Regions from separate parts of the Hordeum vulgare genome. Here regions 1 and 3 are each linked to region 2. A link is a contact called in public Hi-C data. All regions are on one chromosome and are shown on one strand. The core of a region is the stretch at or near the end of the contact, and the rest is flanking DNA. Distances in the headings are between cores, read along the strand shown. Region 1 holds the start of LOC123400038 (rab GTPase-activating protein 22-like). Region 2 has its middle 73 kb from the start of LOC123400041. Region 3 has its middle 67 kb from the start of LOC123400038.

The links. A called contact is a pair of places that touch in the nucleus more often than the background predicts.
Region 1: a contact with region 2 is called in a Hi-C map of leaf, with 5 times the contacts expected there. The contact joins the promoter of LOC123400038 here to the enhancer-like site in region 2. A contact is called at or near these places in 2 of 6 Hi-C or Micro-C datasets (leaf and seedling).
Region 3: a contact with region 2 is called in a Hi-C map of leaf, with 5 times the contacts expected there. The contact joins two enhancer-like sites. A contact is called at or near these places in 5 of 6 Hi-C or Micro-C datasets (leaf and seedling).

The regions. Positions count from the first base shown.
Region 1 is chr5H:497,589,052-497,593,813 of MorexV3_pseudomolecules_assembly, reverse strand. It overlaps LOC123400038 (rab GTPase-activating protein 22-like), which reads right to left and starts at 1,986. Exons shown (of 5, transcript XM_045094433.1): 1 at 1,511-1,986; 2 at 1-79. The coding sequence starts at 1,773.
Region 2 is chr5H:497,927,782-497,932,664 of MorexV3_pseudomolecules_assembly, reverse strand. No RefSeq gene overlaps it. Among protein-coding and RNA genes, the nearest start is that of LOC123400041, 73 kb to the left of the region's middle. Within about 2 kb of position 3,389, at least 1 of the 3 cell types and tissues checked has open chromatin away from gene starts, as enhancers often do. A contact at or near this core is called in leaf, where this site is marked.
Region 3 is chr5H:497,656,172-497,660,964 of MorexV3_pseudomolecules_assembly, reverse strand. No RefSeq gene overlaps it. Among protein-coding and RNA genes, the nearest start is that of LOC123400038, 67 kb to the right of the region's middle. Within about 2 kb of position 2,569, at least 3 of the 3 cell types and tissues checked have open chromatin away from gene starts, as enhancers often do. A contact at or near this core is called in leaf, where this site is marked.

The DNA of each region.
Region 1 (4,762 bases), core at 737-3,236, 340 kb after region 2:
CGAAAATTGACCATCCCACTGTTGACGAGAAAGTACTCTTTTCCTTTTCCTTCGAGACCATGGAGATTTAATTCCTCCGCTGAGAAAAGGAATTGATATGTTTTAAGCAAAGAGCATAAGGAGAGGTATTGGTCAATAAAAGAAAAAGTCGGTAAACCAACTAGCTGGCTATATACTAGTACAGTCCAGTCCAGTGCCATGACATGCACATTTCACATCTACTGTTCATAGGCAGATAGATACGGCACCTAAACAGTGAATGCTTAAATTCCTTAGTTCAATCATACTTTCGTGCTTATTTAAATGCATCATACTGAATTTAAAGAGAAATCATTAGCCATACAAAAGATGTTACTGCAAAGAAAATTGAGGTGATTAGTTTGTCAAATCAGTTTTATGTGGAATAACCGAATAAGTTCCCCACGGTTACTGTTTTAGAAATTATTGTTATACTAAAACTGGGAAACTGTTAAGACAGGTTTATTGTTAACTGCATCAATAGAATTTATGCTGCTCGCCCATATTTAAAATCAACCACATATAGCCGAACCTTACATTAACTTCTAGGCTTCTAGTTAGAATATAATATCAAGCTCAAAAATGGAGCCATAGTCAGGGTGAGAGAACATTTGGGGTCAGCTTAGATGAAAATGACTTCAGTGAGAACGTATGATCACTTCTATGTAGCATTTTTTATCACTGCGTTGGTGAAAACAAATAAGCTGAAAGGCAACAGGAGTAAAACTTAAAAGTATGTGGTCTGGGAACTGTTTTGTGGCACGCAGGCTTAGATGGGTCATGATTGACAACCTTTGATAACTCTACGTTAGCATAATTGCACAGAAGGAACTAGCTCAACTTTATAGGTAGCCGTTCAAGCGTGAAAGCTTCACTATCAAACCAAATAAATGCATAACATAGTCAGTATTAGTATTTTTTAAAGTATTATTTTTAGGAACCAAAATTTGCTTTCCTTGGGGGGCAGGTCACCAGCAAGGTCCTACATACCATGACATCTAACACTAAGAATCAACAAAAGCAACCTGAAGTAGCTATCAATTCAAGCTAGCAGCAAGCAAGCTACCTCCCGATTCAAACACCAATGCACAGCGATGCCTGAACTAATTGCATAAGGCGTCCGAGCATTCTGTAATTTGAGCACTAGTATTACCATAAGTTGCATACTTAAACACAGAAAAGAGGCATCTTTGGAACAAAGCATGCAGCTAACTCATTCGTAGCAATGGCAAGTGCTTGAAGCACTTGGCCAAGCCATCACCACACGATCTACTCCAATCGAAACTGGAACGTGAAGCTCGAGTGGATCGAAGAACAGAGAAGCCCTAATTCGAGCACTTCAGTGGCCTCCAGGCCACCAATTCAACCACGGCGAGGTACGCCGGAGCGCACAGGACCAGATCAGAAGCTGTAGAAAAGCTGGAAAGTTGGCATTTTTACTCGCCAGCTCTGGCCAATCCAGAGAGAGAGGAGGGAAGGGGAGGGAACCCACCGATCCGAGCGCGGCGAGGAGGAGGCGGCGGGCGAGGACGAAGAAGAGGCCGCGGCCGCAGCCGACGCAGACGGCAAGGCGGGCACGGAGCTCCCGGCGGCAGCGGCGGCCGCCGCCGCCGCCGAGGAGGAGTTGGACGAGGCGGCCGCGACGAGGAGCGAGCGGATGTGGATCCAGGAGGAGGAGGGCGGGGACGACGCGGCCGTGGGCGAGGAGGAGGAGGACGGAGAGGTCGAGGTGCTGGATCGCCGCAGGGCCTTCATGTCCGCCCGTCCGCCCGTCGGTCCCTCTCGCCCACCTACTACCCCCCACGCACGCCCACTACAAGCACCAGCAGCACGACCTCCGCCCCCGCCTCCCCGGCGCCATCCCCGCCGCCCCGGGATCTCGCCGCCGGCGCCTGCTGCAGGTTAATCCGGTTTTTTTCCCCCGCCCACCGTGCTTTAACTCTAAGCTTTTGGGAAATGGACGGAAGTGGTAGGGGAGAGGGAGGGGGGCATGTGACGCCAATAAAGCCACACACACACACACACGGAGAGAGGGGGGTGGGTGGGGTGCCGTGCGCACTTCAACGGGTCCGGTCCGGGCTGCCACGTGGGGCCCGCTCGTCAGCGAGACAGGGCATCGAAGACTAGACCTACCGCCGCTAGGACACACAACTGCCCGGCATTGAAGAGTCCCACACGGCCGGCCGGCCGGCGTCCTCGGCCTGTAGGTCAACTTTCCCAGGATCTTTATTTATTTTTCTCCGGTTATTATTGTCCATGTTTATCTTCATTCATTCGATGGCTAGCCTCTCGTTTTGAAGAAATAAAATCGGTTTGAAACAAGATTTGCAGGCTGAATCTTTGGGTCAACCATTTGTAGGGTTTCTTCGAATTTTTTTTTTTGCGTGTGTTATACTCCATACATACAGACCAATAATGGTGTGTGACTGTCTGGAGCTGCCAAACGGCATCGGCGGATGGATGGATATGGTCGAGTTTTGACTCTGTCGGCCGACACGTTTAGCCCGTGGAGGATCCGGGTTTGGTTAGCCAGTCAAGTCAACTGTTGACATGCTGAGTTTATTTTTATTTTTGCTTGTTTGGGAGAAACGGAGAGATGTGTGTGTTGTGTTGGTGTGTGGACTCGTCTATCATCGTCCACTGTGTTTGATTTGAACTGGTCGCGCGCGGGTTTGGTTCGCGGGGCGACACGGCAAGCGGCGGTGGCAGCGCTTCAACCATGACACGACACAACTGCTTTGATGATAACGTTATGACGTGCTTCCACGGCAGCCGTATTGGCGTCTGGTCCAGTGACGATGTTGGCGGTGACAAACACGGCAGAGAAGACTGTTGTGCCGGTCTTGCCGGTGCTGCGGCTCACAGTGGTTGCGGAACTGCGAGATGTACACATCGTGGATAAAGAAGAAAGGAGAGATCAAATAGATCCGGTAGGTCGAGGGGGTGAATTTGATGTAATTTGTTCTGTGACTAGTAGAGCGTTCGTGCATTGTTAGGGGCAAAAAATAAATTTATCAAAAAAGCTCTCGCACGCTTTATTATACTAGTAATCTGGCACGTGTAACGCACGTATAACCATAAAAAAATATACTCATTCATTCTTATTAGTAGGTATTATTAAATAAAAATCAAAAGATAACATGATAATGTATTAATATAACAGAATTCATTACATTATTGTCTGTGAATCATTTTTTACAGAGCCTAACCTGTACATCAGGCATTTGTCAAACATAGCTCCCGTATACTTTTCTACAAACGCTTTATAGGATTTTCCATTCAGGTAGTGTTTGCAAAACAAAGACGGCTCTTCACTCAAAAGACAATAAAGTTTCAAGCATCCCAAATGTCATGAGAACCAGAGATATCATCCTGCTTGACCTGATAAAAACATGTAAATCCAAAAATTGGAAAGATATGGAGGTACTAATTAGTTTAAGAAAACATTCAAAAAGAGAGCGTACATACTCCATGCTACTAAGGCATGGTATGAAAGTGCATTTCAAAAAAAAGGCATAGTATGACCGTGTGTTCATGCTGACCATAGATAATTTTTGTTGTTTCCTTCAACTAAGAAACCTTCAGAAAATTTTTGGCTTCTTTATTACATTTCTCTTAACACAAAAGACAAAACTAAAAAGTCTTGTTGATTCGCTGGTCTGCACAAATATTATAAGCATGCTCCCAGGCAACTATTTTGAAACATGAACACGATTGGAGTCCTGCTAACGGATAGGAAAATTATAATTGATAAATAATAGGAATTGTGTGATCCAGCCATTGATGGTGGATACAAAGATATAATCCCGAAGCAGCACTTGTATGCAACTAAACTCATCTCCTAAAGTCTGAGGATATAATCATGGGAATCCTCCAAAGAATTAGTGGATTTCAGTCCAATGATTTCACCAGCTAAGTCAACATTTCTATAAATTTCAGATTATAGAAAAAAAAATCCTAACTCCAAACTGTCTCACAAAGAAGAAAGAAGAAAGCCGAATAAATAATACGCATTCTTTTGGGCGGGCCAAGGTAAAGAATTGCACATACTTTTGGCCGCAATATTTCAGTAGACATTAGTTACTACTTACTCTGTAAATTAATATAAGAGCATTTAAAACACTACTTTAGTAATCTAAACACTCTTATAATAGTTTGCAGAGGGAGTACTCAGGTATTTCGGAAAAATAACTCAATTCTGAACTTTTGGCAAAAAAAACTCAATTCTGAACCATATATTTAAAAACCAAATCAATTCTTCGCTAACTGGGCTTGCCCATAACCAATTATGTAGTAACTAAATTACAATGTGTAAACTTGCAAACAACAATTGACTTGATAATTCATGTTACGAAATTGCTAATTCAAAAAAAAGGCATAGTATGAAAGTGTGTTCATGCTGACCATAGATAATTTTTGTTGTTTCCTTAAACTAAGAAACCTTCAGAAAATTTTTGGCATCTTTATTACATTTCTCTTAACACAAAACTAAAAAGTCTTGTTGATTCGCTGGTCTGCACAAAGATTATAAGCATGCTCCGAGGCAACTATTTTGAAACATGAACACGATTGGAGTCCTGCTAACGGATAGGAAAATTATAATTGATAAATAAAAGGAATTGTGTGATCCAGCCACTGATGGTGGATACAAAGATATAATCTCGAAGCAGCACTTGTATGCAAATTAAACTCATCTCCTAAAGTCCAAGGATATGATCATGGGAATCCTCCAAAGAATCAGTGG
Region 2 (4,883 bases), core at 2,140-4,639:
TGCGTGCGTTCAAAGAAAATATGTAAAAAAATGGAAAAAATGAAAAATAAGGGGAAAAATGAAGCAAAACAAAGAAACTTGGTGAAAATCGCACAAAAATTGTGCCCACAACAGCGCACAAAAATGTGTCGGCCTGGCAGGCAAGCCGTGTTATATATCAGTACTGGCGGTACATTGCAACTGCAGTTTCAACGATACTTTGACGTAAGGAGCGTCGTATAGGTTCTCCGTGCTCCCCGGCCGGCCACGCACAAGCAGCAGTAACAGATGGGAAACACCAAACGACGCCGCTGTCCTCGCATTTGCCCTGAAAACAACGGCTGCCAACAAGCAGCTCACAGGATACGAACGCGCGCTCTCTCATTCGTCGACAACAATGGCGGGCTCATCGTGCCATCCAAGAAAACAACGGGCGCAAGGCAACAGGCAGCTCACAGAATACGCTTTCCGTCCGCCGAGGTCGATCGGCTCTCCCCACTCTCCGGCCCGTGGCATCTCCGGTCGCCTGGCCGAGGGCGCGCCGCGGATCGCCGTCAAGCACCACCACGCGCGCACGCCCCGCCTTTTTAGCTACCCCTACCCACGCGCGATGCTTGTTCGCCGCCGCACCGAGGGCCGACCGACGGCGACGCGCGATTCCGGCGTCGCCCAATCGGCCCCGCGCCGCGCGCCTTTCGTCGCCATCGCCCCGCGTACGTGCGTGCGACAATCATTGCGCGCGGCTTTTCCCCCGCGTACCGATCGATCGACCTCCGGTTTACATCACCCCCACCGCCGACCGGCCACCCCACTCCGGCGCCGCGTCGAGCAGCCCGGCCACCGATCGTCGACGTCGAGCCGTCCGTGCGTGCGTCCTCGCTCGATCCACGACCGGTGGAGCACGTCGACCGTGAAATGAATGATTCGCGCCACCATGGCGTATCTATGTTGCACGTGCCCATCCGTCGATCGTTTCGATCTAGAGCTGGCCGGCCGACTGGCTGCCAATGCTAGCTACGAGTAGATGCCTAGCTCGATCTGTGCCCGGGTAGCTAGCTTTTCTCCGGTCGACGGAAGACATCGACGTCGCGCTAGCTACCTCGTGCACCGGCCATGGATCTGATAAGATGCATGCTACGACACGCGCGTACGCACAGTGACGGCAGAAAATCTCCACGAATCGAAACCACGGGCGACGGGGTAACAGTTTGTCCGGGACCTTGCCCATGCGCGTCAGTACGTAGTATATGCCGGGAGGCCCCACGGCTGGTTAACCAACACACACACTCACTGACTCACTAACTAACTAAACTGTGCTTGATTTGCTTGGGGCGAGAGACACGCGACCGACACGACGAGCTCCGGTCCATCAACCAATGTCGACACACTCCCTTCCCTCCCTGGAACACCGTGACACCTGCCCGGCGGTGCTGATGAAGGTGCGTTGTACCACTCGATCAGCAGCCCCTCCATCATGGATACGGCGACGTCGGCCTCAACTCGGGTCCTCGTCGTGTTCCTGGTTTATTAATGCTCTAGATGTTCCTTGCTCAACGGGTGCCTTTCGGTTTCTTTATACGTACTTGTGTCGTGCACCGTCTTCTGGTCGGGCGACGACCAAGACGGTATCTGGCCGTGTCGAGAGCTGCCGTGCACGTGTTGCCATGGTGGTGATCGTGTTTTTTTTTTCCTAAAAAGAAGGAATATCATGCAATCATATTATTAAAGGGGTGTTTTGGTTTAAAGGAACTAGACTTTTTTAGTCCGATGAACTAAAAAAAGACCCATCAATATAGTCTTTTTTTAGTCCCTTTAGAAAAAACCCCTTTTATTTGGTTACATAAAAAATAAAAAAGATTTTTTCTAGTCTAGTACCTGTAACCAAACAGGGTCTAAGCCAAAGGTTTAAAAGGTATGCGATTCATTACAAGCTCACAGAGGAGCGAAAGCAAAATGATGTAAAAAGGTGTAACAACCGGAAAAAAACTAGTCAAGATGACTAAACACTTAGCCAATTATCCCAGACTTCTACATCGGTGATGATTGCGGTGATCCAAATTCTTCGTTTTCCTGGTTTTCAACACTGCAACTCTTGGAAGTATGGGACACAAAGAAAGAATACCAAAGTCTTTAGTCAGGAAACCTATACATTATTTTCGTAGTGAGCAGTATTGCTATTGGATGTATGGACAGTAATCTAGTGAATTCTCGAAACATGTCGGCCTATGGCGTGACTTCTTTTGCTCCGAAACTCCTCCTCTCCTTTGGAAACCCTCTTCCTTCGCTGAAACCTTTTCTGAAAATGAAAATTCTAGGTGAGGAATACCCCAACCCCCTAGTGAAAGTTTCAAAAAGGAAAACAATAAAAATTTGTCATGATGAAGTCAAATTTGCTAGTTTCTTGGTGTGGTGGGTGATGGAACAACGATGGGTACAATGTTATTGTGGGGTCTTTCGCCCATGGGTGGTGACAATGATAACGTGTACCATGTTGATGGGAGTCTTCCGCTTGTATCTGTTAAGTTTGTACTCCTTTGTTTTGACTTGGCCACGGGCACGCGATGTTTTTAGCTTTTTGTTAGATAGTGTTTATTGCATGTTTCTTTTTCTCAAACTAATTGGGCAATCGTGTTCTCCTGGTAGTACTTCATTCGTTTTTGTTTACTCTGCATATTATCAAACAAGTTTATAGAAAATAATATAGATTTTCACAACATCAAAACTATATGATGTAAAAATATATTCAATGTTGATTTTAATGGTATTAGTTTCGTATTTTGAATGTTAATAACTTGTTTATATAAACTTTTTAAAACCAGACAGTGAGAAAGCTTCGTACTTCTAATTCTAACACTTGAAAATTATTATCGTATTTCTAACTCTACCTCGCCATTTATCCATGTACTTCGTACTTTCACCAAACTTGGACCAAATCGAAGGCAGTACACCATCCAGCTCCTCTCCGGGAAACCAGCACAATCTAAATCTGAAATATATGAGTAATCTGCGGTTTCTTAGAAGATACATCCTGAGAGGCTAGTGGTCGGATGTCGCTGCATAACAAGATTAGGTATCCGTGGCTACACCGGTAAGAGATTTTGTAGTCACATGATGTAATCTATCTATGGAGCCCCCTTCCTGGAAATCAGCTAGACCACATCTCATGAATGCTTATTTCTCTCTAATAGGGACAAGAGCCACTAGACACTATGATAATCAGGCTAACAAGATAGTGATGACTAGCGGTTGCATAAGAAAGAAAATGACCACAATGAAGTCAGTAAGCTTAACCGATATCTTTAGCGAGGCCGATAACCACTCGATCCGAAACCCCTATCTAGTGGCGTACGCTTTGAAAACCCTAGCGTCGTTCTCACTCTAAAATGGTTCCATTCCCATCTACATACTGTTGGGAATAGGCAAGAAAGAACATTCCACCACTAGAATTCAAAGGATGGCACGATGCTGATAGCTACCTCTGGTATACAATGCGACGGGTATTAAACCAAGACAAATGAATGTTTATTACCCAGACCAACCACTCGCAGCTCACTGTCATTGGCGCGCAATAATGGACCGTAATCTGTTGTTTAGGCACCTGACTTGTTTATGATAGTACTACACAGTCAGTGAGTGATGTTCTCCGACAAATAAATCTGGCGTTGTTTCATTCGTAGACAACGGGGGCAGCCGGGCTCCTGGGGGCGGGCGCACTAGAAAAGTATTAGTACGTTCTCCAGCAATTGAAGCAACCAAGATTGTGTGCTGGAGCCACAAACCTACAAGAGTGGAAAGGGCATATCTGAAGCGGAATCTGCATCTCGTCACTTGATCCATCTTCTTCCTCCCCTAAATTAGAATATACTTCTTCCCTCGATCCGTAATCAAAAGGCTCTGGAAAGTATCGCTTGGTTGTGCTCCCCCTCTTGACCACCGCCGGAGGCATCGATCATGCTTTGCGCACTGCTTACCTCAGATCGGACCAAGTAAATGAAACAAAGCACCGACGGGCCAACGGATAGTGTAGGGAAGCAACACACAGTCACCAAGCTGACTTCTTGGGAGTCATTTTCAGGCTTCGTCTAAACAAATCACCGTGCAAGAGCTAGCAGCAGCCCTTGCAGCCCACAAGAGGTAGCTGTTGCAACAACAGAGATCGGGTTATGTGTTTTCCCTTCGTTTTTGAAGAAACAGAGGTCGGATTATGTGTACTACGTCAGCTGTTAATGGATAAAACCGAGCCAAAGTAAACGCGTAGCCTAATACTTGCTCCTGATTGGCACCAGAAATGGCGACGAACGATGGCGACATTTCTTCTTCTTAGAGCAATTCTATCGGACTGATGATATCTTCGGTCGTCATAATGCATATGAGACACCCTTCATAATATCTTGAAGGCTGGTCAGACGACGCGTTATATACCAGCCTTCAATATTCTTTTGTTCCTCATTCAAACACTTGGATTACTTTTGAAATAAAATGATTTATCCCATCATTTCATAAGAAATGCTGTATAGAATTTTCAACAAGGTACACGAACCAAAGGATTAAACCAACATGTATAAATCACATGTCGTCGACATGTGCACCATCCCCTTCCCCTCCGGCATGTGCATCATTCCTTGCTTCGGCGTTTACGCTGTCCTCTTGTCTGGTGTTTACAACTTCCCATTGCTCTCGCAAACCGAACGTAAATTGGTGCACCATTGGATCAATAACATTCGGATTCAATATGATGAACCGGTTCTCCTTTGCCATCCGAACATTTTCCCACCATGCCTCCTCATTTTAAAGCCTACACGCCTCGATCTCTTCTTGACGTCGTCCGCTCTCTTGCATATAAATGTTTTTTTATTTACCATCGATCCTCCAAAATTCCTCAAATCCACACCATAACACAAAAA
Region 3 (4,793 bases), core at 1,320-3,819, 270 kb after region 2:
ACGTAACACGAAGGAAACATGGAATAGGAAAAGTAAGGAATGGGGGAAAAGAAGAAAAAGGAATACCAAGAAAACGTAAAAACAGTGGAAACGTTAAAAAAAAGTGCTACAATAAATGCCAGCCCGGTATACCGCCCGCCAGAGGTGACACAGAAGCATATTGGACGCTCGTTGCCTCGTATTGTCGAGGCTTCGCATAGGTAGATACGCGAACGGGCGATGCAGTACGCCGGCCCATCATCTAGCATTCCTTTTTATCTATACTGTTTTTTCTGGTTTTAGAAACATTCTAGAAGGTTCCTGAATTGGGTTTTTTGTGCTAGTTTTATCCCTTCTTCCTGGTTTTTCATTTTCGCTTCTTCATTTTCCATATTTTTTTCTCTTCCTATTTTTAGCTTACATTCTTCTATACCCTTAAAATATTAAAAATCGTAAAATGTTTGATATTTAATTTTTATATAAAAATTCAGAATTTTTCACTATTTGAAAATATTCAGAAATTTTCACAAAAATGGACATTTCAGTAAATAATTACATCACAATAATTGTTTGCTAATTCAAGAACTGGAACACGAAATATTTGCAAACAATAATTGTTTGCAAATTTGAAAATACAAACATTATTTGTACTTATGCACCAAAATTTGAGAACTTTAATATTTCTTTAAAATTCCAAACAAAGATTGAGAATGCGAACATTTTTTGGAAACTGGAACCTTTTTGAAACTCCATTAAATATATGGAAATAAGAACATTTTCTGAACTTCCGGAATAAAATTTGAAAACACGAACATTTTTTTAACTTCTGAAAAAAATTGAAAACACAAACATTTTTTCGAAAAATGGAACATTTATTCAAAATTTAAAATGCGAACATTTTTTAAAACTGGAATATTTTTTGTAAACTCCAAAGAAAATTTGAAAACAAGAAAATGTGAAAATTTTGAACAATCATTGAAATGGAACATTTTTTGAAATCCTCGAAAAAAGACGTTAAACATGAACCTTTTTGAAATATGCGAACTAAATTGATCACACATTCTTCATGCTTTTAAAATATTTACACTTTTTTCAACAAAATCAACACACATTATTAAATACTTTTTATATACTAGGACAATGCCCGTGGTTGCTACGGTGGCACATATATTCTCCCAACTCCCTAATCTGTTTGATGAATAGGTTTTCAAATTCATTCTATGAATGCTGAAAATTTTGATTCTGTCATAACCCTTCAACAGTTGTGTACTACTTAGATTCGGGACACAACCACTAACTATCTTTGTGATGCATCAGACTTTGATTCATAATATTTTGAAAGCGTAGGAATAAGAAAAGTATAGGGTTGAAGTGGCATGTCCACTTGAATCCTATAGGATTAGCTATGAGTGTTTGATGCCACAGGAAAACAAAGGAATTGTAAAAAAGGTTGAAGTGGATGTTAGAATTTCTATATGAAATGTAGTACAAAAGATTCCATCGAAAATATCCATATAGGATTCAATCATATCAATAAAAGGATCAACATAGCAAAAATTTAAAATCATTTCAGTCCTTTAAAAATCCTATTTACTTCTTTTGAATCAAAGGAGGCCCTAATGTAGGAAAAATCCTAAGGATTTCAATCCTCCAAAAATTCTATAAAATGTCTTTAAATCAAAGGAGTCTGAAAACACTAAACGACAGCATTATTTTATTTTAAATATATTAGACAGCTCCATCGAAAACAATCAATTCGTAAGGACATGCATACTGAATGTTCTACGTTGTGACGCACGAGCATGTTTGTTAGTTCTTAAAAAAAATTATAAAAAATATGAAAATCAAATATAAGCCATTACTTTACATAAAGCTTGTATCAATAACATTGTGCATTTTTTATACATTTAGAAACATTTTTTATAGACACGTTTAATACATTTAGTATAAATTTAGAAAAATAAAAAAAATATTAATTATCCATATGTATTGTACATTTTCTATATATAATGCAAACTTTTTATATTCAAGTTGGGTATTTATTTAATGCATGATTAATATATACTTTTCAAAGTTTGGATATAGAAGATTTCTACAATTAAAATATTCAGAGTACACCTAAAGAAAGCCAAAATAAAAGAAATAAACAAATAAGTGCTCAAGGCCGGCCCAGTTGGGCAGCCGGCGAGCAATCCCGACGGTAGAAACAGAGAGAAGGAGATGAAAAAAGGGTGACAATGATGGGTTCGAACCTGGGTCTCCTATGTAGAAGAGCATGCAACCAACCAGTTAGGATAGACACGGACTTGTTATTTATGCAGGGATCGCTTTCTATTGACACAAACGCAACGACCGATTTCTAATAAACCTGAATCGTTTTCTCCACTTACCGATGGCATAGGGGGTAATTCATACGAAATCTAAGGGCAAATTATATAACGGACGACCAAAAACCGTATTTGCTTTATTATTAGGGAGAGATGTTCTAACAATGAATGTAAAAAAATCTATTTTTACAATAGCAAGGTCCCTATAGCATTAGGGCCCCTACAGGTTGTGATGGGCTGGCCTAGTTATGGCGCTCTTGTATGTTCGCCCGACTACTCGCGGCAATGAGCGGTCCATAGGAGCTCCTGAGGTGGCGCTCTTCAGCTAGCGGCGCATTGCGGCAAAAACCCCAGTTAACCAGTTCGTATTTTTTTCTGCACTTTTTTCCCATTTTTCCTATTTTATTTACTTCTTTTCCTTTTCCTTTTTTTCTTTTTGTTCTCTTGTTCTTTATTTTTTATTATGTTTCTCTTTCTATTTCTTATAAAAAGTTACTATTCTGATTTGTTTCAAAATTTCTGAAACTTAAATAGGTTTTGTATTTAGAAATAAAATTTATAAATACAAAAAAAAATAGAATTACTGGAGAATTTATAAAAATTCAAAAATTTCTTGATTATATCAACAATCCTTGAAACTATGATTTTCTTTGAAAATTGGTACATTATTTATAATTCTAATACTTTTTCGAAACACTAACATTTTTTTGGAAATACGGATTCTGTTAAAATTTCATAATATGATTTGGAAAATGGGAACATTTTTTAAATTTCAGAAAATTTTTTAAATACACAAACATTTTTGGAAAAAATAAACAATTTTTTAGTCTATGAACAAATTTAAAAAATATAGAACATTTTTCTAAAACACCATTTTTATAATTTTGTGAACTATTTTTAAATACGGGACAGTTTTTTATCTTACATAGATTTTTTGGGAAGTTAATTGTTTTAGCAAATAAAGAAAATTGTCCAAAATTCCCGCAAATTTGCAAATCATGAACATTTTTATAATTGGTGAACAAGTTTTCAATTTGTGAACAAATTTTTAAAAAAGAGCAACATTTTTAGAAAATTGTGACCAGCATATTAATAACGGAACATTTTTTGAAAATATGAACACAATTTGAAAGCCACCACATTTTTGACAATTCCTGATTATTTTCTGAAGCACGAATGTTTCAATACAAATCGTGAACAAAATTTTAAACACGATTGTTTTTTCAAATTCAATACAAAAATTAGGAAATTTCGAAAAACATAGGAAAGGTAAAAAAAGTTAAAAAGCCAAAGAAAAAATGAAAATGAAAACAATAAAACTTTTGAAAAAAGAATATCTATAAAAAATGCAAAATATTTTTTCTGATACCGAGCATTTTTTGAACTTATGATTGTTTCTAGAAGGTTTCGAAAACCGGTGGCAACCGAAAACTAGGCCGGCCTATGTGACGTCCCCTCCTATATTTTTGTTTGTGTTTATTTTCCCACCTATGTGACCTCCCCTCCTATGCACACAGAGGCAGCGACCTGAGCCGGGCGATTCCTCTATGGTATTTTCTGATTCTTTAATTTTCTTTTCTTTTTCTGTTTTTATGTTACTTATTACAATCCTTCCTGATTTTAAAGTTTGTATAATAATTAAAAATAATATTTTCTAAAATTCCTGGAAACGTTTTGAAACATAAATATTTTTATAAAAAACAAGAACAAAATTTGAAACTGAGACTAAGTTTTTATACACAAACATTTTATGAGAATCATGAACAAAAAATAGAATAATGAACAAACATTTTTTATACACAAACATTTTATGAGAATCGTGAACAAACATTTTACGAGAATCATGAATTTTTTTTGAAAACGAGACTAATTTTGAAAAGGAGAATATTTTTTGTAAAACAAATATTTTTATGAAATCATCACACTTTGTTGAAAAACAAAACCATGTTCCTAAATTTACGATTTTTTTCAAAATATATGGAAAAAATTTAAAAATCGTGCAGTTTTTTAATACAAGAACAATGTTTGAAACACAAACTTTTTTAAAATATGAAGACATATTGTAAGCAAGATTGAAATTTAAAATTATTTTTTTAAGCATGAACATTTATATATAAATTGTGAACAAAATTTTGAAAACATGACATAAATTTGATCTACAAAAAAAATTAGAAAATGTCAAACAAAAAGAATGGGAAAAGGAAAAGAATGGGAAAAGGAAACAAAAATAAAACCATAATTTGTTTCAAAACACAGGGTTTTTTTAAGTCGCCAACATTTTTTAAAAATAATGAACATTTTTTTATGTTACAAATATTTTCATAAAACGGTTATTATTTGAAAATTAGAAGATTTTCTTAAAAGTACAAACTTTTTTTAAAATTTTAAAAACCATTATCGAACTTGAACTTAGTTTAAAATAGATAGAATAACCTTATAAAAAATAAAAAGAAGAAACAGGAAAAAAGAAAAAAGAAAGAAAAAAAA